7 separate regions of the Mus musculus genome follow, and regions 1, 3, 4, 5, 6 and 7 are each linked to region 2. The links are chromatin contacts, called in public Hi-C and HiChIP or PLAC-seq maps. All regions are on one chromosome and are shown on one strand. The core of a region is the stretch at or near the end of the contact, and the rest is flanking DNA. Distances in the headings are between cores, read along the strand shown. Region 1 has its middle 4.7 kb from the start of Gm19510. Region 2 overlaps Nsmce2 (NSE2/MMS21 homolog, SMC5-SMC6 complex SUMO ligase). Region 3 overlaps Gm36819 (a long non-coding RNA gene). Region 4 has its middle 56 kb from the start of Gm19510. Region 5 has its middle 35 kb from the start of Gm19510. Region 6 has its middle 42 kb from the start of Gm36819. Region 7 has its middle 22 kb from the start of Gm36819.

What was found. Hi-C and Micro-C count contacts between places; a contact is called where the count stands out from the background. HiChIP or PLAC-seq counts read pairs in DNA pulled down with a chosen protein or histone mark.
Region 1: a contact with region 2 is called in a FOXA1 HiChIP or PLAC-seq map of pancreatic cancer cells. The contact joins two enhancer-like sites. A contact is called at or near these places in 1 of 484 Hi-C or Micro-C datasets (bone marrow-derived macrophages), 7 of 115 datasets of contacts at active chromatin or transcription factors (acute myeloid leukemia, double positive thymocytes, embryonic basal ganglia and 4 more) and 1 of 9 other capture datasets (embryonic stem cells).
Region 3: a contact with region 2 is called in a Hi-C map of embryonic fibroblasts, with 3 times the contacts expected there. The contact joins two enhancer-like sites. A contact is called at or near these places in 20 of 484 Hi-C or Micro-C datasets (the AML12 cell line, the C2C12 cell line, CD4 single positive thymocytes and 14 more), 13 of 115 datasets of contacts at active chromatin or transcription factors (acute myeloid leukemia, embryonic fibroblasts, embryonic stem cells and 5 more) and 1 of 9 other capture datasets (embryonic stem cells).
Region 4: a Hi-C map of bone marrow-derived macrophages shows a contact between it and region 2, with 19 read pairs. The contact joins two enhancer-like sites. A contact is called at or near these places in 4 of 484 Hi-C or Micro-C datasets (ECoMG-derived neutrophils, Th1 cells, bone marrow-derived macrophages and 1 more), 6 of 115 datasets of contacts at active chromatin or transcription factors (Th17 cells, acute myeloid leukemia, bone marrow-derived macrophages and 3 more) and 1 of 9 other capture datasets (embryonic stem cells).
Region 5: a contact with region 2 is called in a Hi-C map of bone marrow-derived macrophages, with 20 read pairs. The contact joins two enhancer-like sites. A contact is called at or near these places in 2 of 484 Hi-C or Micro-C datasets (the N1E-115 cell line and bone marrow-derived macrophages), 6 of 115 datasets of contacts at active chromatin or transcription factors (acute myeloid leukemia, bone marrow-derived macrophages, embryonic fibroblasts and 3 more) and 1 of 9 other capture datasets (embryonic stem cells).
Region 6: a contact with region 2 is called in a Hi-C map of bone marrow-derived macrophages, with 19 read pairs. The contact joins two enhancer-like sites. A contact is called at or near these places in 4 of 484 Hi-C or Micro-C datasets (ECoMG myeloid progenitors, bone marrow-derived macrophages, common lymphoid progenitors and 1 more), 2 of 115 datasets of contacts at active chromatin or transcription factors (acute myeloid leukemia and microglia) and 1 of 9 other capture datasets (embryonic stem cells).
Region 7: a contact with region 2 is called in a Hi-C map of bone marrow-derived macrophages, with 19 read pairs. The contact joins two enhancer-like sites. A contact is called at or near these places in 11 of 484 Hi-C or Micro-C datasets (the AML12 cell line, ECoMG myeloid progenitors, the N1E-115 cell line and 7 more) and 6 of 115 datasets of contacts at active chromatin or transcription factors (the NIH/3T3 cell line, acute myeloid leukemia, embryonic stem cells and 3 more).

Annotation. Positions count from the first base shown.
Region 1 is chr15:59,798,098-59,801,190 of GRCm38.p6, reverse strand. No RefSeq gene overlaps it. Among named protein-coding and RNA genes, the nearest start is that of Gm19510, 4.7 kb to the right of the region's middle. Within about 2 kb of position 1,515, at least 49 of the 459 cell types and tissues checked have an H3K27ac peak or open chromatin away from gene starts, as enhancers often do. A contact at or near this core is called in bone marrow-derived macrophages and pancreatic cancer cells, where this site is marked.
Region 2 is chr15:59,410,385-59,413,538 of GRCm38.p6, reverse strand. All of the region lies in intron 2 of Nsmce2 (NSE2/MMS21 homolog, SMC5-SMC6 complex SUMO ligase), which reads right to left. Among named protein-coding and RNA genes, the nearest start is that of Nsmce2, 38 kb to the right of the region's middle. Within about 2 kb of position 1,513, at least 110 of the 459 cell types and tissues checked have an H3K27ac peak or open chromatin away from gene starts, as enhancers often do. A contact at or near this core is called in the C2C12 cell line, the HL-1 cell line, the N1E-115 cell line and 7 more, where this site is marked.
Region 3 is chr15:59,826,832-59,830,070 of GRCm38.p6, reverse strand. It overlaps Gm36819 (a long non-coding RNA gene), which reads right to left. Exons shown (of 3, transcript XR_384128.2): 2 at 2,880-2,949; 3 at 1-1,910. Among named protein-coding and RNA genes, the nearest start is that of Gm36819, 5.0 kb to the right of the region's middle. Within about 2 kb of position 1,515, at least 93 of the 459 cell types and tissues checked have an H3K27ac peak or open chromatin away from gene starts, as enhancers often do. A contact at or near this core is called in the C2C12 cell line, the HL-1 cell line, the N1E-115 cell line and 4 more, where this site is marked.
Region 4 is chr15:59,737,696-59,740,850 of GRCm38.p6, reverse strand. No RefSeq gene overlaps it. Among named protein-coding and RNA genes, the nearest start is that of Gm19510, 56 kb to the left of the region's middle. Within about 2 kb of position 1,475, at least 69 of the 459 cell types and tissues checked have an H3K27ac peak or open chromatin away from gene starts, as enhancers often do. A contact at or near this core is called in Th17 cells and bone marrow-derived macrophages, where this site is marked.
Region 5 is chr15:59,758,272-59,761,125 of GRCm38.p6, reverse strand. No RefSeq gene overlaps it. Among named protein-coding and RNA genes, the nearest start is that of Gm19510, 35 kb to the left of the region's middle. Within about 2 kb of position 1,310, at least 148 of the 459 cell types and tissues checked have an H3K27ac peak or open chromatin away from gene starts, as enhancers often do. A contact at or near this core is called in bone marrow-derived macrophages, embryonic fibroblasts and pancreatic cancer cells, where this site is marked.
Region 6 is chr15:59,863,537-59,866,302 of GRCm38.p6, reverse strand. No RefSeq gene overlaps it. Among named protein-coding and RNA genes, the nearest start is that of Gm36819, 42 kb to the right of the region's middle. Within about 2 kb of position 1,437, at least 47 of the 459 cell types and tissues checked have an H3K27ac peak or open chromatin away from gene starts, as enhancers often do. A contact at or near this core is called in acute myeloid leukemia and bone marrow-derived macrophages, where this site is marked.
Region 7 is chr15:59,844,040-59,846,821 of GRCm38.p6, reverse strand. No RefSeq gene overlaps it. Among named protein-coding and RNA genes, the nearest start is that of Gm36819, 22 kb to the right of the region's middle. Within about 2 kb of position 1,306, at least 69 of the 459 cell types and tissues checked have an H3K27ac peak or open chromatin away from gene starts, as enhancers often do. A contact at or near this core is called in the NIH/3T3 cell line, bone marrow-derived macrophages, embryonic fibroblasts and 1 more, where this site is marked.

The DNA of each region.
Region 1 (3,093 bases), core at 266-2,765, 390 kb before region 2:
TAGTAGTTCTGGTATCTTGTTAATCACAGCTGATTCTTCAGCCCCAGCTAACCAGAACTACAGAATCTTCACAATCAAAACAGGAATGGCCCTGAAAAGAGTCTTTAATTTTCCCTCTGAAATTTCACACACCAGAGCTCCAACTTCTGCAGTGTTCTCAACATTATCTTCCAAGCTCCTACACAACATCCGACAGAGGTCTTAACAATGGATGGATCTTCAAGCCCAAAGTTCCAAAGTCCTTCCACAGTCCTCCCCAAAACATGGTCAGGTTGTCACAGGAATACCCCACTCCACTGGTACCAATTTGTCTTAGTAGTCAGGGTTTCTATTCCTGCACAAACATCATGACCAAGAAACAAGTTGGGGAGGAAAGGGTTTATTCGGCTTACACTTCCATACTGCTGTTCATCACCAAGGAAGCCAGGACTGGAACTCAAGCAGGTCAGGAAGCAGGAGCTGATGCAGAGGCCATGGAGGGATGTTCTTTACTGGCTTGCCTCACCTGGCTTGCTCAGCCTGCTTTCTTATAGAACCAAGACTACCAGCCCTGAGATGGTCCCACCCACAAGGGGCCTTTCCCCCTTGATCACTAATTGAGAAAATGCCTTACAGTTGGATCTCATGGAGGCATTTCCTCAACTGAAGCTCCTTTCTCTGTGATAACTCCAGCTGTGTCAAGTTGACACAAAACTAGCCAGTACACCTACCTAGTCTTCACAGCACCCCTACAAGGCAAGAGCTGTGATCATTGCTACTTTTGCAACAGAGAGTGTTGACATCCCAGAAAACTGAGTGACCTGCCTATGGTTCCCCCTACTAGCCTAGGATATCACTGGCCCAGCACACTGACTGATAAATTGTATTCTTTCTGAGGTTCCCGAACCCAGCCTACGTGTGTGGTGGCCTGTCTGATGCAGCTCCAGGCCTGGTCTTCGACATCATAGTAAGTGCCTCTGAGCATTTTCACATGTACACACCTCCTCTTGGGTACTCTTTCCTCCAGTGTCTGATTGCAGTGCCCGAGAAAACCCTGTGTTTCTCTGCATCGTGTGTGTGTGTGTGTGTGTGTGTGTGTGTGTGTGTGTGTGTGTATGTGTGTGTGTGTGTGTGAGAGAGAGAGAGAGAGAGAGACAGAGAGACAGAGAGACAGAGAGACAGAGAGAGAGAGAGAGAGAGAGACAGAGAGAGAGAGAGAGAGACAGAGACAGAGACAGATTCAGAGACAGAGAGAGAGGTATGGGATACATGTTACAGGGGTGGGCATATACACCACAGTGTGTGAGTGTGCATGCTTGTGTAGGCATACACAGAAGCCAGACAAGGACATGAAGTACTTTTCTATATTGTTCTCTGCTTTAGTCCCTGTGGTTGCAGGCACACATACCCATTCCTGGATTTTTATAAGGATTTGTGGGATTTGAACTCAGGACCTCACACTTGTTATGCACAGGTCGGCCCCAAGGCTGAGCCTTTGAAGCAAGCCTCTATGACATCATCCTGGACCATGGACTCTCACCTCTCTTGCTGTCTCATGTGAATGTTTCATTACTGAGTGACTCATAGGTACTTAGCTCACAGTGTACTTGTCTCTCCATGGGATTAGAAGCTCCCTAAGGGCAAGGCTTACCCATCTAGCCTATGACAGCCCTGTAGGCCCATGCCCAGTGTCACCTACACCCAGTCCCTCTCTAGCCAGAAATCCCTTCCTGTTTGGCTAGACTGACCCCATGGAGATGGGAGTGCCATGACCGGGGGGCACAGTGAATGAGATGACCCCTTCCAATAGCTTGCTAGAGCTGAAGAAGCAGATGTTGTACCAGGATGACTCAGGCAACCAAGATCTATGTTCTTGTAATTCTGGAGGCTGAAGTCCAAGAGCAGAGTGTAAGCAGGCTTGCTTTGACTCTCCTGGGCTGCCTCATGGCTGGCTCCTTCCTGTGTTCTTCTATAGGAAGTCTGGATTCAAGTTCCCTCTTTTGATGAAGAGCCCAGTTCTTGGATTAATATACCTCCCCAAGAGTCTCAGTAAGCATTACGACCCCAATGATATCAGTAAACATTACATAGTTCTTTAAGGGGCCTGTTCCCCAGTACAGGGACATTCTGAAGCCACAAGGATTCTTACTTCAATATATAATTTGAAATTCGTTAATTCAGCCTACAGTACATCTCAGCTTCCCTCTTTACTTCTGTTCCCATTGTCACCCACACACGAAATTAGACTCATTAAAGAGCAGGTTGGGAATATCCAAAATGCCAAGTCCAAGTGTCCAATGGCTGGTCCCAGGGTCCCCAGAAAGAGCCTGCAGCAAATACTGTCTGCTTTGATAATATTCTATGTGTCCACACTCATCACTGTCACCCAAGGCTGACCAGGAGAATGCTGAAAGGCACAGGATACAAGTGTTTTAAGGAAGCCATGTCCTTCACTGGCCAAGGAGGCCAGGCCAGTTCTCAGGCTTCACCAGAAGGCAGGCCTCTGGAGTTGCTTAGCAACTTCCATGCCAGATGTTCCTAGCCACCCACAGAGCTTCTGAAAGCTTCTCTTCATGCAGCCTTGGCACTTCCAGGAAAGGGAGGAAAATACCAAACAACTGATTGTCTTCTTCTAGTCACAAATTTGATAAAGGAAGAAACTATCCCTCTACTACCAGGACCCAGGGACTGGTCCCCACCCCAACCCCACAGCTTCTCTCCCTCTGCACAGTACAATTGAAATCCACCTCAAGACTATCCACTATGAGAACATGAAGTCCTTCCACAGCTCACCACATCTGCAAAATCAAGGTCACCCTCCATCCACATCGAGGTGATCAAAACCCTCTGCCTATGTCCCAGATTTAGGTCCCTGTGGCAAACCAGATGATTTAGGTTCAAATCCTATCTGTGAAATGTTCTAGCCATGTGACTTTGGAGAGTTTAACTAGCTTCCACATAAGTTAGGGTTTGGGTGAAAAATGCCCCGCCACCCCCCCACCCCCCACGAACATGTGTTTAAACAATTGGTTCTTAATTGGTAGCTCTGTTAGAAGAAGGTATGGAACTTTGGGGAGGTGGAGACCAGCTGGAGGAAATATGCCTCTGTTTATA
Region 2 (3,154 bases), core at 264-2,763:
CTGGAAGAAGGCTTCATTTTAGAATGAAATACTCTCATGCTTACATAATTGGAGAAGTCTCTAACTGGATGAAGCTGGCCTGCTTATGGTTTTCCTAAAGGCAGACAAACCTATAATTATGCAATCTCAGCAGCCACGCTATTCATTAGACACGTCATCTGTTACTCAATGCTAAAATGCACCAACAGCAATAACTCTTACTATTCCCTGCTTTGAAGCACTGAAAGAGCATTGAAGGTATATTAAGCAGAAATGGGTGACTTAGTGCTAGAATCAAACCCAACTTCAAACAAAATTTATAGGCTTTAATGAGAGGAAGATAATGGGCTGAGGCGGGAACAAATATGAATGTTGAAGGCGAAACCATAGCCACTGATGCCAGTTGTCCCGGTGTAGAAGAGCGTGGCAAAAGTAGAGACTGGTCTGAGAAAGGAGGGCAGGAGGCAAGTAAGCTGCTTTTATGGACATGGACTCTTAAGGAGGAATAACTTCCAACTTGTGGCTAAGAACTAGGTGACAAGCATGGCAATATGCTGTCTTTATGTAGCGCAGTATGGGAGCATGAGATATTTATTTTCCCCATTCAGATGCAGTACTATCCAGGGTTGACTCATGCCTGTTTGTTCAGTATTTTCTAAGCCACTGGTTGAAAAGCAGAAGCAGGTGGGGGAAGCAGTTCTTATCATGGCATATCCTTGTCCACCTGGTCATGATCAACAGAGCAACCCAACTGCCATTCCAGACCGGCAACCAGGTCAGTGAGGGAGGGGGGGTAAGAGGTACACTTCTGGACCTACTTATTCTAAACAGGGCCTTCCCTAACCACAGGGGTGCTGTGCCTGCAGCCCATGGAATAAACTTCCCTGAGGTCCAGCTCTGGGGGTTGGGAAATAGAGCTGAAAGTCACTCACAGTCTCTAGGCCTTTACTAGCCCAGCCTTCACTAAAACATCAAAATGTAGGCTTTGCCCTCCTTGTCTCTCCAAGCAAACCACATACAAAGACCTTGAACTTCACTACACCTCACATGGATTTCTGAGGTGCCCTTGTTGAAAGCTCCCTATGATCTCAGATATAAGGTCCCCTCTCTAACATCTCTCTACTGTCCAGAAGAGGACCTAGTATTCCAGCTCTTATCAACCCATAAAATCTCTTTACTTTTACAAGTAGGACATGTGTGCACACACACACTAGAGAGACACACCCTCAAGACAAATGTCACCTACTTATTCTTCCCACCTGCATATCTAATCAGCTGCACGGCTTTGTCCAGGGTCAAGCTGCTTTCTAAAGTTTTGTTCTAAACAAACAACAAGAAAACTGTGGGATCAGGTTAATTTTTCTATTCTACAAAGCCACACACAAGCATGTCTGAACAGAAACAACCAATTACATGGAGTTGATTAAATTCAGCAGCATGTATTTTATTAGTGACTTACCAAGCTAAGACAAAGCAGACATTTAGTGTTGCTAAGGATTGCTGACTGTGAGTCAACATGACTCACACACTTAGAAGAATCTGATAAACACGAAATGTCATTAAATACACAGACCATTTTGGCGAAGAAGAAGGATGGTGGCAAGGGTTGCCTGACTTTAGTTTAAATTCCTTAGACTAAATGGCACACACAGCCAGAAAAGTTTATTTTCTAAAGACTGGGAATAAGTTATTTCCAGATCTCTTTATATGAGAACTTGATTCTTCCATATTTTCTGTAAAAGACATTTACCTTTTTTTTTGAGAAATACAAACAGATGACAGTATAAACAATATTCTCAACTTCTGTGTCAAAATCAAACCAAAACCTGAATTCTCTGTAAACTCAGATCCAATTACCTACATCTAGTGACATCTATCTGTCTATCTGTGTGTCTCCTGACAGACAGATATTAAGCAATCTACACTCATCAGGAGTTGAATTTAATGACTTACTCAGTGCTTGAGCAATGTTTAATAGAAACTTGGTTACTTCTCACTACACTGAACTTCAAAGTTGTAATTATTCCTCCACACAGATATTAGTGTGGTAAAATTAAAACTGAATGCCCATGTTATAACTGCCTCCCACTAGAAGTAAGTGTGCAGTATCAGGTGTATGATATAACCAGTCAGCAGCTGGTTTCTTCCCAAAGTCCAGGAGAAATCCTGGAGGACTTTCCACCTTCCTGCCATCTGCCTCCCCACAGCCCTCCCATCACATAATAACCCAGACGTGGGAAGCTGCACACCACATAATTGAAGGGGCAGTCTGCTTGATTTCTTTCTTGTGGACTGTGTAGTCTTTGGAAAGACTGTTTCCACACCTCTATAATGGGTATCAGAATAGTACTGAAGGCTGGAGAGGTGGCTGAGTGGTTAAGAACACTTGTGATTCTTGCAGGGGACCAAGGTTCGATTCCTACCACCCATATGACAACTCAGGAAAGCCTATAACGCCTGATCAAGGAGATCTGATACCCTCGTAGGCCTCCATCAGCACCAGGAATGCATGTAGTGTACACTCATTTATGCAGGCAAATACTCATACCCATAAAAATAAAATGCAAACCTTTTAAAACAAGAAAAAGATAAAGAATAGTACCAAATTCATAAAGTTGTTAGCATGTAGGTACAGTGCTCAAAGAAGAGCCTGGCTTGGCATAAGCACTAACCAGCTATATTTTTAACTAAATCCATTACAGAGTAGATAGTTCATCTGCAAATATAACTAGTCCAAATCCTAAAATCATCTTGCCCTCAGAACTAAAAAGTTTCAGGTATATATTAACTTACAAAGCAACCAGCCGAACCCACAGAATTCAGACCTCAGTGAGAAGGGTTGCAGACACCCCTTTCCAAGTTCAGAAACTCCTTTACCTGCCAATGGTTACTGAGCACTTACTACACATCAGGCGGGGGAGATGCCTTAATGCAAGAACAGCAGCCACCACTACCACACGAGGCAAAGAACCTTAGCAGAAGGCCATGGCTGTTCACCACACTGGGGTGGAGGCTAAACAAATGCTTTCAGGGCTCCCCTGAAACTGACTGATTCAGAGTTGTCCTAGTCAAAGGAAAACATTGATGATGAACAAAGAAAGCCATGGATGGAAAAAATGAACAACCTTGAATGAGTACTAAGTACGAGGACCTGTGAACACACTACCTCTGCTCC
Region 3 (3,239 bases), core at 266-2,765, 420 kb before region 2:
AATTCCTTAAGTGGCTTCTGATGGTCACACTTCATCTTCTGGCTTCGGATATGACACCTATAAGCTGGTGAGTTCTACTTTCAGGAGCCAATCGTGCGTGCTCATGAGCACATCCACACACATAGGAGAAGCTAGACCTTCCCCATAAAAAGGAAGAACAAAGGCAGGATTCCTGTGAACTTAAGAGAAATGCAAGCTTGTAGCTAATGAAGAAATGGAAACTAAAATGGTATCAGAACACAGAGGCTCATTTCCTCAAAACTTGATGATGGCCCCTGTTGAGGGGACCAGAAACCCGTCTTTATCTTAGGATTCCCAGGCCCCTCAGCTGCCCTGTAAAGGCTCATGTGACCATTTTGTCTCTCAGCTCTTTGAATTTGGCCTGTGTTTCTAGGAGACTTGAGTCAGGGACTGTATGTCTGGTCACTCAGGTAATTCACTACACAACTGGGAGAGGAGGGCCACTTCTACCAGACAATGTAACTGGATCCTTCCCAGTGATGTGGAGTGCTTCTACAAAGACATGATTGCTAATTGATTCTGTAACACTGCCATCTACACGTCATGATTCTCTCTGAGTCAGTCCCTTCCCTGTGCCTGATACCTTGCTCAGTAACCAGGACCTAACAATACCTCAATAAAAATCCTCAGAATTCAGAAGCAAGGAACTGGAGAAGATGGCCTTCACCTCGCTCAGACCCAGAACAAGCAAATATTGTAGAGAACAAAATGTTATGAGAACATGCCTGCTTCCTGGGTTATCCTTTAGAGAAGACATACAACACTGCAGTTGACATCTCTGGTTCTGAGGTAGAAAGGATCTGGGTTTTGAGTCACGGCTCCACAACTTACTGGGTCCTACTGAGCATGCTCCCAAACTGCCCCACGGCTGAATCTTCTATTCTGTGAGAAGTCAGTGAGACGAAGCCTCTATGGAGGGCCTGAAATGTGGTAAGACTTGCTCTATGCATCTCAGCTATAGTTGGAAAGTTACGATGTCAACTAATCAATTCAACAACGATCCCTGAGAGCAGACTTTCCCGCACCCAGACTTCCTATCCCAGGCGGGAGACTATGCCCAAAACCTACAAAGTGCTCAATAACAGCTGTCGGATGGAGGGGAGGAAGAAGGGGAAGAAGAAAGAGGAAGAGGAGAGTGGGAAGAAAGTGAGGATGCATGATGAAAGATGATGAAAGAGAGTCTGGAAAGTGAGGGGTCACTGACGGGGTCATAGGGGTGCAGCTCCTGTTCTGCCATCTCTAACTCTGTAACTCTGAGCTAGTCCATCCCTCTGCCTCACTCTGGAATATTTTAAGATGGAAGGTCCCTTCCCCAGCCAGCATCTGGTGGTGCCTGTCTAGTGGAGAGCAGAGGGGCAGGTGCTTGTTCCTGTTTGCAACACTTCCGCTGGCCTGAAGATGGCACCTCTGAGTCAGAAAGAAGCCAGTTTCTGCAGCCTCAGCTTCCAAGCATCTAAGTGCCTAGCAGACGGGATCTAGGGAAATCTATTGCTTGTTGCCTGAGGCAGTGAATGACTCCGCTTCCTTCCTTGCCTACCCCGCTTCTCCCAGTGCCCTCATATGGGGAGGCAGCTGGCTCTGTCATCCAGGTCCTGTTTCTTGCTGGTTGGCCTTGCGCAAAGGCACCCTGCTTTCCTGAGGACTCTTTCACTGTCAGCAAAAGGAGAATTACAGTCCCGGACTTAGTGCGAACTTCACATCAGATGCAGAGCACCGTGCCAAGCACCTGGTGGGGGACTCGTGAAGGATGGCTTCCATTTCTTCCAGGCCTTCCCCAGAATGTGGTCAGCACAGGAGAGGAATGAGTGGGACGACGAGGGAAGAGGAGATGACTCCAGAAAGATGACGTCACTCTGTGACAGGATGCTTCTGCTCGTATATGCCTGGTACTGCGGGGAGTGAATAAAGTCCTGAGTGAATGTTTGTTGGTGACAGGAAAAGGGCCACGAAAGTGGTCACGTCAATGCCACCAATGCCTCAGACTCACGGGAATTAGAAAGCCTTTCCCTGGTGCATGGATATTGGATACTGGCAGAAAATGTCCAGGGCAGCTTCCTCCTCCCGTGTGTTCACAGCCCGAGACTGCTCCCCATAGAGACCCCCACCAAGACTAGTTAAGTCTGCCCTCCTCCTTCAGCTGCATACTACACACTTGTTCAGCTGTGGACAGCCAACCCAGCTCCTTAGTACGGGTGTATGAAATGAACTGCTGAGTTCTATCAGAGCACATGACCCACCTGGTCCCAGCTTTCCTGCGCCTGTGCCTTTGTGCCTGCTTTCTTTTATTCCCTGTTGCCCCAGTCAGGTCAGTCCCTAAGCTGTTCAACTGTGTCCCTTCAAGGACCCATGTCTGTTTACTCTCCCCCTCGTCTCCCAAAGCCAGAGAGCAACGGTTGCCTTTCTGAATGAATAATGCAGCGGCTGCATTACGATCACCCTGCCCTTTGCTAGGCCTTTTGTGGGCTTTGACCTTACATATGCATATAGAGCTGCCATCTTTCCATATCCAGCTTCTGTGGCATGACCATGCTCTGTAAATGCATGGCTTTTACCGTGCAGTTTACTCTTCATATACTGAGCACCTCTGGGCACATGGCTGCCTGCTCAGTGTTCAACAGATGAGAGGTCCTGGAGGCTTGGCTGGCCTTCAGGCCAGAGATCCTGCTGCTAAGAAGGATGCACAGAGCCATCCAGGGTAAAGAAGACTCAAACGCTAGAAAATTAAGGCAAAAGACCATTGTACACCATTCCTCACATTCACATCCCAAGTGTTCTTTGGTTGTGATCACTTGATCTCTGTAGAGAGCTGAGTACCACCATCAGCAGATGGGGAAACTGAGTCTGTGAAGGAGACTTACCCAGGATGGCAGAGCCAGACAGAAGGACAGGGTCCTCTACTCCAATGAGCCAGTCTCAAGAGAGTGGGTCCTAGACAACAAGTAGTTTCAATGGTGTGAAAATGAGAACCACAGTATATTTTTAAAAATCATAAAGAGCTGGCTTCTGTCATGTGACTCACCAGCCCCAGGCCTGCGTGAGGCTGGGGTTGTATTTGTCCCAACACAAAGCTTTTAAGGAATGAATTGCCATGATCCTTGCATTGCGTTTGAAGAAACGCAAGCTCTCTTGGGGAATGGCTAGGTTGCAGGTCACAAGTTACTACACAGAGCCATGGTAGCGCAAGGAATAAGCCCCAAGCCTTCCCTGGGGAGTGGAAA
Region 4 (3,155 bases), core at 226-2,725, 330 kb before region 2:
GAGTTGGGGATAGACCACGTGATCTGTTCCTGTGGTAAGGACCCTGGTGTCATCAACCTATTCCATATCTGTCACCACTTCTCACTGTGTCCCTATCACCATTGTCTGAACTCAGTAGATATCACAGATACCGAGACACACAAATTTTATAAAGATACAAGATACAACAGGAAATAACGTCTATGTAAAAGGCTGACACCAGGTTTGCTTGTCTGTTTTCCCCATGGGGAGGCCTCTCTGTTGGTGACCTCCCCCTCTGCTACCTTTCCACACTCCCTGCCCCACCTGGAAAGTGTGCTTTTCAAGACAAGGTCTTCAGGTGCAAAGTTTAGCTCCTGATGAGTTATTCTGTGGGAACTGAAGTCTTAGTCAAGTGCCAGGAATAACTGGGAATTCCCAAGAAGGCACAGACAGGAAATTGGGATACAGGAAAGGCAGAATTCTTAATGGGACTGCTTTCCCTTTATAAAGATTTGTATCTTTGTATAACTTAGGAAACGCACACTGCCGGTGTGATACTATCTCAGTTATTCATCCAGGTACCACTGTTTACAGGGACGCTTTTCCTGAGTACCTAATGTATGTTAGTCCCTGCTCAGGACATGAGGAAACAAGGGACACATAGCATTTAGCATCACTCGACATTCCGAAGGTGAGGCTATGAGCACACTCTCTACACTAGATCACAGCATCCCACCAACAAGGCAGGTACTCTTGCTGCACACATTTGTCAGGTGTGGAAAATCAAGGCTGGAAAGAGATGTGGTTTTTTTCTCCACACAATGCTATCCGTTGTGGAATAAAGTCCCAGAGATATTTAAAAGAGGATAACAGAGCCAGATGATTTTATTATTATTATTATTATTATTATTATTATTATTATTATTAGCTGTTAAAATATGCCTTTTGCCATCTAGACTTTGAACATCAACCAAAACCTATTAACTTTTATAAGCAGTGCTAGGGCTAGATCTGCTCGGCCCCAGTGTCTATGCTTGACCCACCCAACTCGGCTTTTCTAATAGCTTGTCTCACATCCAGCCAAAATGGGGTCACAGTGGCAGATGTGTGTAATCCCAGCATTCGTGGTGCTGGGACAAAAAGATTTCTGTGGATGTGAGGCCAGGTGGATTTCATAAGACCTTGCCTCAAGGAAAAAAAAAAAAAAAAGAGTATTCAGAAAATAGATCACTTCAGACATCAGCCCCAGAAAAGGGCTTAAAGTTACAGGGAGAGGGAGGGAAGGTGGCGACTAGGAGAGGTAGAACCTGAATCGGATGCCATGCCATCAGCTGACTTGGAACCGTGGTTTCTGCCAAATGCTATTAGTCATGTGAAGACCCATCTCCACAAGAGACAACTATAAATGTGAAACCATGTTTGAAAGGCTACAGGCTGCTGTGTGTCACCAGGTGCTTAGGTGTATCCATGGCCTCAGAGAAAGATGACAGGGAGGGGACAAAGAGGAAGGACAAGCAGAAACTGAAGTTTCACTGTGGTTGATGACGTCAGGAACTATAAATAGAGACACCCCTGCTCCCAGAGTATGACTTAGTGAAAGTACTGGTGCAGTTATTTGAAAAGCGGGGCTATGATGTCTTCTGAAAATCGATGGTCTTTTGACTTCACTTTTATAAGGGAGTTCTAACAATGGGTTTCTGGTGTCTTTTGTAATTCTACTTAAATACTAATTTGTATCATGAATATTGGGTATAACAGGATTTGTAATATAAAAAATAACCAATACAGTGCGTTGACATATTCAAATTGATTGTTGTCATCAAAATGACCATGTTTTATCCCTAGAACTAACCTTAAGAGAAGTTGTCCCCAAGATGGTCTTGGGTGGTCCTCCCTACATTATGCCCTTAAATTTCTCTTCCTTGAACACAGATCAAGTAACTTCTAACAAATGGAATGTGGTATACGGTGTAGGCTACCGTGTCTGAGATCCGAGTTCTAAAGATATTGACTTCCATCTTGTCCTTGCTCCTTCTCTTAGCCTTTAAGCTCTCCCACGCTCCTAACACCCTCTACCATTTTGGGAGCAGCCTATGGAGAGGTCTTGATTAAGCCCTCTGCTCATGTGCAACTAAGAACCAGGACTCTCCATCCATGAGCCCAAAAGGAACTGAATCATTCCAACATGATAAAAGTTAGGAGCAAACCCTTCCTCGCTGGTGATTGCAGTCCACATACTGTGCCTGTAAGAAGCCTTAAGATGCACTCACCTGACCAGCTCCAGGATTTCTACCCCATGGAACCTGTGAGTTAATGAATGTGTTTTCGGTCAGGACCTAACTCTTAGAGTAGTTCTTGTTTGCACATATTTCAGTAGCTTACAGCCTTGGTGAACAACGTCTTTGCTGAGGAACATGTGTAGAAGACAGCACCGCAACCCCAGTTTGCCAAGCCTGCTATTAGACAGAGAGACATTTAGTCTTTGTCTCAATTTCTAGCACAAAGCTCTCCAAACTCTTAAAATTTCCTGAACGATAAAGGGGACAGGATCCTCTGTTGTTCTAATGAAAGGCTGTTCCTAGTGGTGGGGTTGTGGGGGGGGGGGGGACAGGCATGCAAAGCTTGGAACTTTTGATACCACCTCCAGCCTCTGGAGAAAAAAGGGAGATTAGAGACTGAATTAATCACCAAAGTCCAACAATGTCATCAAGTATGTCTACACAGTACATGTCCCATGAGGACCCCTGAGTACCTGGGGACTGCCCAGCATGGCAGTATGTGCCTGTAATCCCATCAGTTAGGGGCTAAGGCAGGAAGACTGTGAGTTCCAAGCCAGACTGGGTTGTATATAGCAAGACCTTATGGAGAGCAGAGGTAAGTGGGTTTGGAGCTCTTCCAGATTCGTTCATAGCAATTCTGTGGGGGGACAGAATCTTCTCTACTGAGGCCCCTCTCCTGGGTACCTTTTGGTCTTGGTCTATGCATCATTTGTATCCTTTCTAATCAGACAGCAGTCATATGTTGGGTATTTCCTGGAATCTTAGGAGCTGCCCTAGTGAATTATCCACACAGGTAGGGTTGTGGGAACTCTCCAACTTCTGTGGTTATGTGGGGACAGAGTATAAGCAGCCTGGTGACCTTCTGTTTGGAATTATCATCTAGGACTGGGACTGTCCCTCAAGCCTGTGACATCT
Region 5 (2,854 bases), core at 61-2,560, 350 kb before region 2:
GTTGCTCTTTGTCTTCTACACTGAGGCAAGGGTTCTCACTAAACCTAGTACTTGCTATTTCAGCTGGTCTAGCTAGCCACCTTGCTCTGAGGATCACATCTCTACCTCCCACATGCTGAGATTTCAGGTGGCCACCTTGCCCACCTGGCTCTTAATGGATCCTGGTCAGTCTTCACACTCGTGCATCAAGTGACCCACTGACCCATCTCCCCAGCCCCTATTTCTTGGCATTTCTCAAAACTCCAGGAGATGCGTGCGGCCCCCTGGTTTCATGTGCTGTGCATTCAGGTGTGCCAATAATCCAATTGGTTTCAGGTCAGTAGCCAGTAGCGCTGGGCTGTGTCACCCTGATAACAGTCACCCTCCATCTTCTGCGGTTCACATGTGTTTGCATGTGCTAAGCCTAGCCTGGCTGGCTCCTTTCTGTGCCCGACCAGATGTTAAATGCACTGGAGTGTGTGGCCTGGATTATCAGCATCACCCTGACTCACTTAGCATGGTGGAGACCTTTTCCTGCACCTTTGAGTCACCCAGGCAACTCTGAAGGTGTCCAGGATGCACCTGAGCCCAGTAAGGTGACAACCTCTGGAAATAGGTCTGGGGTGTGAAACTCAGCAGATGTCCAAGTATTCAGAGCTGACCAAAGTTCATCATGCCTGTCTGTCCTCAGGAGAAGAATCACAACACAACCAGCTGGCCAGGTCAGAGCTGAGAGTCTGGACTTCCACCAGCTCCAAGGAGAAGCAGTGCTTAATCTCCAGGGACCACACAAAAACCAATAAGGGAACGAATACAGCTCCTCTGAGCGTGTGCTCTTGCAGCCTGGAAAGTTCCCTATACAGTTGCTATCTCCTGTGAGATTGGCTAACACATGTAGCTAGGAAACCTAAAAAGGGGTGAGGTCACATAGAGTCAAGAACTCCTACCTCTCCACCCCTTTATTCCCACCACCACCCCCCCCTTCCTGCCATCAGAGGAAAAACTCTTCCATCTATCCAAGTGACTGTCTACTGCTTACTCCAGGGGGAGACACAAGGGTGACATCCCAAAACAAAGTCAAACCTTGCAGGACCCATTTCTGCATGCAAGGGTCTCTTCAGAGCTGCCCATCCTCTGTGGAAAGGGCTTTTGTGAGGGGCAGCAGCAAAGACAGCATCAGGCTCAGCCCCAGAACAAGCAGGAACTAATAAAGAGAAAGAGTCCCAACCGAGGCTGCAGCTCGGTGCTGGGACAACCTCCCTCTCTGAAGAGGGTACCCCACAGTGCCTGAGTCAGAGGGCTGTGAGCTCAGCCCCAGGCTGGCGGGCCGGGAGGGTGAGTCAGAGGGTGTGGAGAGAAGTGAACTTCTTCCCTGGCCAAATATGGGCTCTGTTCTGCTCTGTCTTGCCATCCTCACTGCCAGAGGCTGAAAGCTACATCTGCTCCACAGGACAGTGAGGTCCCTGACAAAAATGGAAACTATTCCTCCCTCCACTCACCCCCTCCCCTCCCAGGCCAGTGGGTGGCATTTTGCTGAACACTCTCCAAGCACCTTGCATTCCCAGCCTCTTCTCACCCAGTCTTGTTATTGATAGTGTAAAGCAGAGGCAACCATAGCGTGCTTTGAGTCTATTTTTTTTTTCTCATGATGGAGTCTTACTCCATAGGATGGGAGGCAAGAAGGAAAGAGAGTCCTCTGCCCCAAACACAACATGAAGAACATAATAGATCTGATCAACTCTTCAGTTCCTTAAATGAAGAAAGCAACAGCAACAGAGAGAGGGAGAGAGTGGGGGGGAGAGAAAGAGAGAGGGAGAGGGAGAAAGAGAGAGAGAGAAAGAGAGAGAGAGAGAGAGAGAGAGAGAGAGAGAGAGAGAGAGAGAGAGAGAGAGAGGTGTCCTCTGCCAACAGACTTAATTCCTTGAGGAAATACCTTGCATAGCATTCTTTATATGCCAGGCACTGCTCTAAATCTCAAATTAGCTCACTTACCATGAGGCTTCCCACATCTATCGTCACCACTAACCCCTGAGGACAGTGCTGCTACTATGAGACCCATTTTACAGATGAGGAGCCTAAGACTCAGTAGGTAACTACTCTAGTCATGCAGGCAGCATATGAAGCTAGCATTTCAGTCTCCAAACGCCAGTCTCACACTCAGTACCCTAAATAGAATTTGATTCATTTCTGTATCTCCGATGTCTGGTGCATGCTGGACAATATTAAATGTGGACCACATAGAGTAATTAATAAATGTATGTTTTCCAAGTAGACAGTGGATTCTGTAGCGGTGAGTTTTTAGCTACACCGTTTTTGTGCACCCAGCAGGTCATATGCTTCCAGCTACTTGCCCAGGAACTCTTTGGATTTGCAAATGGAACACACACACACACATTAGCTTATTTTTAATATGCTGTCTAGCTTAATGGCTGGGCAGTTCTAATCCTCCCACGGCTAGCATACTTTCCCTCCAGTATTCCTGGCTCAACACCTTCTAAATCTACCTTTAACTTTGCTGCCCTGTTACCTTCTGTGAGGCCCATTGGTCTTTACTGCCCAAGACACTTCTGGGCAGCCCTGTCAGGGGCTGCTTCCCTTTCCTCCTACATTTCAGATGATCTTCCCTCTGCAGCTCTTAATCTCTTCCACCTCCCACTGCATCATGGCGATCCTCCATCTCCTCCCCCACAGCAACTCTAAGAGCCCTGCCCTGTCACCCCTTTCCCAACCATTAGCCAGTGGCATCTTTATTGCTTGATCAAAAACCGATTGGGGACAAGGACCCTTAGATAAGGCCATACAGATTCCCAATTGGATCAAAGCATTAGAACCAATCTCCAACAGACTTTATATTGGTTTGTCAAGGTCTCACAAA
Region 6 (2,766 bases), core at 188-2,687, 450 kb before region 2:
ATCTAAATTTAGCCTAGAAAATGCCCACAGTGGTACATGATGATTAAACACATTGTGCAAAAATAAAAGAAGAAGATCTGGCAAGGCAAGAGTGACATATCAAAAATCTAAGTACTTAAAAGATGCAGTCGCTCGATGTGTGCTTTCTCCACCACACCAGAGATCACTAGTGTGAACACCATAGGCCATCTGGGCCAGAATGGCTGAGAGGACCTTAAAACACCTCCCTCACAGCTGTGGTTATGATTGGTACAACACCGTGTGAAGAAAGAAAGCGTCTTGTGGCCATCGCACTAGCACAAGCTCTGACACGTTAAGAGCAATGGCACCTTCAACAAGTCACATAGGCTCTCTGGACCTCAGTTTCCTCATCTGAAAACTTGGCCTCCCTGTTTTAGTGCACACCCATATGATGAGGTGATTAAGGTTGTGGGGCGTCAACAAAGGCACCTAGAAAGTGCAAACGTCTCCATCCTTAGATGATTTGTTCCCCCCCCCCCAAAAAAATCACACAGAAAGGTGAAGGGCATCTGTCAGCGTCACTGAAGGAAAAGTTCTGAATTCTGAAAAATTTAGATCAGTAGTTCTCAACCTATGGGTGGCAAGCCCTGTGGGGACCGAACATCCCTTTCACAGGGGTCGCACACCAGATATCCTGCACATTACAAGTCATAACAGTAGAAAATTACAGCTACAAAGTAGCGACACAAATAATGTTGTGGTTGGGATCAGCACAACATGAGGAGCTGAATTGACGGTCACAGCACTAGGAAGGGTGAGAACCACTGCTCTAGATGGACAGAAGGCAGTCAAATGAGTCTCCTGAGTTTCTATGCTGGGTTTTTACATCACTGTTGCTCCTCAGAAACCATCACCAAGAGCTGCTGTTAGAACTGTCAACTGCTGGGAGTCTGACATCAAGGATGCTCGGGTGACTGAGGAGATGAATAACTTGATCTTGCTCAAGCAGCTAAGCTCCGGGAAGGGAACTATGGTTGCTTATAATGGCCACCAGGGGGAGACAAATAGGGCTACGCGGGGGGAAAAAAGAGTTCTTAACTGCGGTGGTCCGCACTATCCACACGTTTTCTCTCAAGTTATTTCCTTTCTTATAAATGTCTGCCTCTAGCCCTTTACCAATTGTCAGATTCTCAGATGCCTTCTCAGTGTAAGCAGCGCAACCCCCAAGGATGAGAGAGCTAAGAGCACAAACACTGCACTGCTGACCTGAGATTAGCTTTGGCTGGTACCGGCTAACTACCTCCCCTGATTTCCACCCTGTTTGCCAGCACGCCCCTCCAGTCTATGACTTCCAGTTAGACTTCCAAGCGTACAATCTCCCTCTACTGCTTGCACAATGGCAGAAGCTTCTAGACGCTCCCCAAGCCTGTTTCCTCTTTTCCCCAAGCACGCGAGACCACATCTCTGGATCTCCCTTGCAGTTAGTTCAGTAGGATGCTGACCGATGGGTGCTGTCACAGCCTCTGACCTATTGCCACACTCTCTCTTCCCCTTCCACGATGACTTCAACAGCTCCTTAGTTAACGACGTTCACAAAATGGAAGGGTCCTCAAGTCGCTGTTTGTTGAGAAGACACGCTCCCCATAACAACACGATTCGCATCAAAGCTTAAGTAACTGTTCAGCCACCGAGAATGAAGGGATGTTAGCAACGGAATGTAGAGTTTACCACTTAGTCTCACCAGCCATAGCCCCTGGCTTACCCAATTCTCATCATGTGACAAGCACTGCTACTAACACAGCTATTACTGGTACAGTCGCTGTTCAATGGTATTTTAGTAATAGTGTTACCTGGTAAAGACCCAAGGACCACTCACCCGGCATGACCAAAATTTGAATTGGGAGTCTGTATTGAGCAGGCTGGGGACGGCCTGAAGAGAAACGCTTCCCAAAAGGCAGCCCTGAAAGCGCATTGCAGGGAGCTTTCAAAATTAAAGAACACAGAAAAACTATATCCTGGTTTGCCAGCAGGGAAGCAAGTTTAACAAGCAGTTTACCAAGAGTCAAGAGCATGCCGTTAGCTAGGGCATTTCAACCCCGAGTTTCTAAAACAAGGTTGGGTGCTTTCCCACGGGACTTCTAATAGCAGGGGGTGAGGGAGCCAAAGATGGCTTCAGCTGGGACAAGATGGAGAAGCTTTCTCACCTTCACAATAGAACGACATTATAAAGGCATCAATAATTAGTTCTTGACCCTGTGAAGCACCTACCTTGTTAATCCATTGGGATCCATGGATTTTCCAGGGTCATTTCTGTGAATACTCAAGTCTTTTTATTTTTATTAATTATTCTATTTGTCTGCATTTCAAATGATATCCCACTTCCCAGCTACCCCTCCACAAATGCCCCTCCCACATCCACCCTCTCCTGCCTCTCCTTTGCCTCTATGAGGGTGCTCCTCACCTACTCTTGCCCGACCACTCCAGCATTCCCCTATGCTGGAACATCAAACTTCCACAGGCCCAAGGGCCTCCCCGCCCATTGATGTCAGACAAGGCCATCCTCTGTTACATATGTATCTGGAGTCATGGATCCCTCCCTGTACACTCCTTGGCTGGTGGTCTAGTCCCTGGGATTACTGGGTGGTCCAGCCAGCCAACACTCTTCTTCCTATGGGGTTGCAATCCCTCTCCACCCCTCCAGTCCTTCCACCAGCAAACTCACTGGGACAGCTCAGTGGTTGGCTCAGTCTGATGGTTGGTTCCAAGCATCCACTTCTGCATTGGCCAGTTCTTGGCTGAACCTCC
Region 7 (2,782 bases), core at 57-2,556, 430 kb before region 2:
CAGTTAGCCCAGCCTGCTGCCACTCAGGAATCAGACATCATGAGTCTCGGTTGCCGCCCCACCTCATGCAGCTGAGCAAACTTGAGCAAGCATGTCTCCTTGGAACCCCTATATCCTTAGATCTCTCAGCAGCAATGGTTCCTTGGTAGGTTGTCTGAGCCGTATATGAAGGTAGCAAGCGAGACAACAATGAGATGGAGTCATTCTGAGCCCTGATTCTGGAACTAGCCAGTTGGTCCCCCATTCCTATGACACATTAGTTATAGGTCATAAGTGATACACCTTGCATCTCTGTGCTTCAATCTCCCATCAGGTAGGGATGATGGTACCAATCTTCTAAGGCCAGCAAGATGGTTAGAGTGAGCCAATACTCATAAATTACTTTGAGCAGCAGCTTGCAGAACAGTACAATAGAAACAGGTGTCAAATTAAGATCTAAATGATGAAACGGAGCATGCCAGTACACAGGAGCAATCCCAGCAGTGAGGGGAGCAAGAGCATCATGAGTTTGAAGCCATACTAAGCTATATAACAAGACCCTGTCATTTATTATAAATATATGTATGTATATGTATACATACATACATACATACATACATACATACATACATACATATTGGCTCCTGAATCAACAAACAAAGGCTAATGTTCTTAAGGAAGGGCTCTCAGATATGTCCTCTGGCTTACACATACACACACACACACACACACACACACACACACACACTCATACACACATACACACAAAATAAATAGGAAATGAAGCAAGAGACCAAAGTTCATAATATACATATAGAAGAGTGTTGTGGTAACATTGATTATTTGATTTAATTGTGTTATACAATATGTGCTAATTTTTAAAAGGGAAACATTAACAGGAAGTTGTACCTGTGGGAGAAAAGGTTTTTTTCTCTCCTCCTCACAGGACAGGAATTACAACTGATTCAGAATTTTGTTTAAGAAGGAAACCCAGACTCTGAAGGCATCATAATTTGCAGAGGTGGTTTGGCAAGAGAAAAAGGTTGGATTTTCTGCTCAACTCTAAGTCTTTGCCCAGTTTCCTCCCATGTCTGGGCAGGTGGACCGAGAGAGTAGGACCCTGAGGGCTCCTCCATTTGGCCATCAGAGTGCCATCTGTTGGTGATGACCTGCTCTAACACCGTGTGCCTCAGTGAGGGACAAGCTCATGTCAACCTCTGGCCCAGAGCAGGTATTGAGTAAGCCCTTCCTGTCTCCATGTGCCTCCCCTTGGAAGATTCGGATTATTCCGGACCTAGAAGCAGGCTTCCTCAGGCCATGGCCACATGCCTAGATGACTCACACCTAATTCCTGTAACACTGATCTTCAGGGCTCCAGCTTGGGCCAGCTGATCTCTGAATCCTTTCATTCCTCCTGACAAATATTATTAAGAATAACACGGAACACCAGGGATGTCTCAGGCACTCGGCTGCTAGGCACCAGGAACACAGCCATGAACTAATATGGGAAGGAGATTAACAACTAGAACATAACAAGTCCTGTTAGGTGGGATCACCGGGGAGACATTCCAGCCCAGTGCAGGGCAGGGACATGAGGAAGGAACAATTGCACAACATCTGCTATGTGGTAAGCACAGACCCATTCATTCCCTTTTTGCTAACATACTCAACCATTCTGTAAGGTAGGTGACGAATCCTCAACTTACCGTCATGGTCAACGAAGAGCAGACAGACTCAGAAACTAGCCTAAAGTCACACAGCCAGGACATAGTTCAATCAGTGCACACAGTGGGATTCCAGAACTCATGCTGTCTGCCATCATTCAGCCTCCACAGTGGGCTACAGTGTCACTTGCCTGGTACCCCAACACTTTTCTCTTTAACATTCTAATTCTTTCAAGTCTAGAAAAGAGTGAGTTACCACCTAGACTACCAATGCCGTATTCATATCGAGAACCAGGAATGAATCTCATTCTCCAGGGAACGGTTGTTTCAAGGTCATTGATATCTGTAGAATGATCCTTATGGGTGATAGTTTGAATGTGCAGGTATAACTTACAATATGACTAGATTCATTTAAGTCCAGTTCAATGAACTGAGGCCAAACATGATCCGATCTTGCACCAGACGCTACATCCCATCTCTATCCTGACTCTGGACTTAAGTAAGCTCTCAAGATCCAGTTTCAGAGACAAGAAGTAATCTCGTCTCAATGCAGAGTGCTGACCCATATACAATCACAGTGCATCATTTGGGGGAAACCTCCCAAGAAGGGGCAGAAATATCATAAGAGCCAGAGAACCAGGACACTCAGTGTTAGATAGTATCATCTAGACATGACAGGAAAGCTACACCCATGAAATCTCAATATGGTTGTCTAATCAAGACTTGCATAATAACAACTCCAGTTGATGTGCCAAGGTAGATGGGAAAATTTCACAAAGTTCCATGCCTAGACAAAGAGCTACAGATGATCATTGGGGGACTTCAAGAACCAGCTTTCTCCAAGAACAGTGACCCCTGATAGGTTGTCTAATCCCAAGTGGTCAGCCTGTGCATACAAAACAACACTAAACAGACTCTGGAAGCTGTGCCTGTGTTATGTATACATACATTCTTTCTGTCCCCTCTTCTGGAGTGTGCCATGTACCTTGGGGATATCCCATCTATAGCTGACTATTAATTACTGTTATTATTTTTTTATTGTTGCTTATTCTCAGCACTTGAATAGCAATCCATGCCTGTAGTAACCACTACCAACTACTGTAAGAAGTTTCTCTGACAAAGGTTGGAGGATGGAGAGG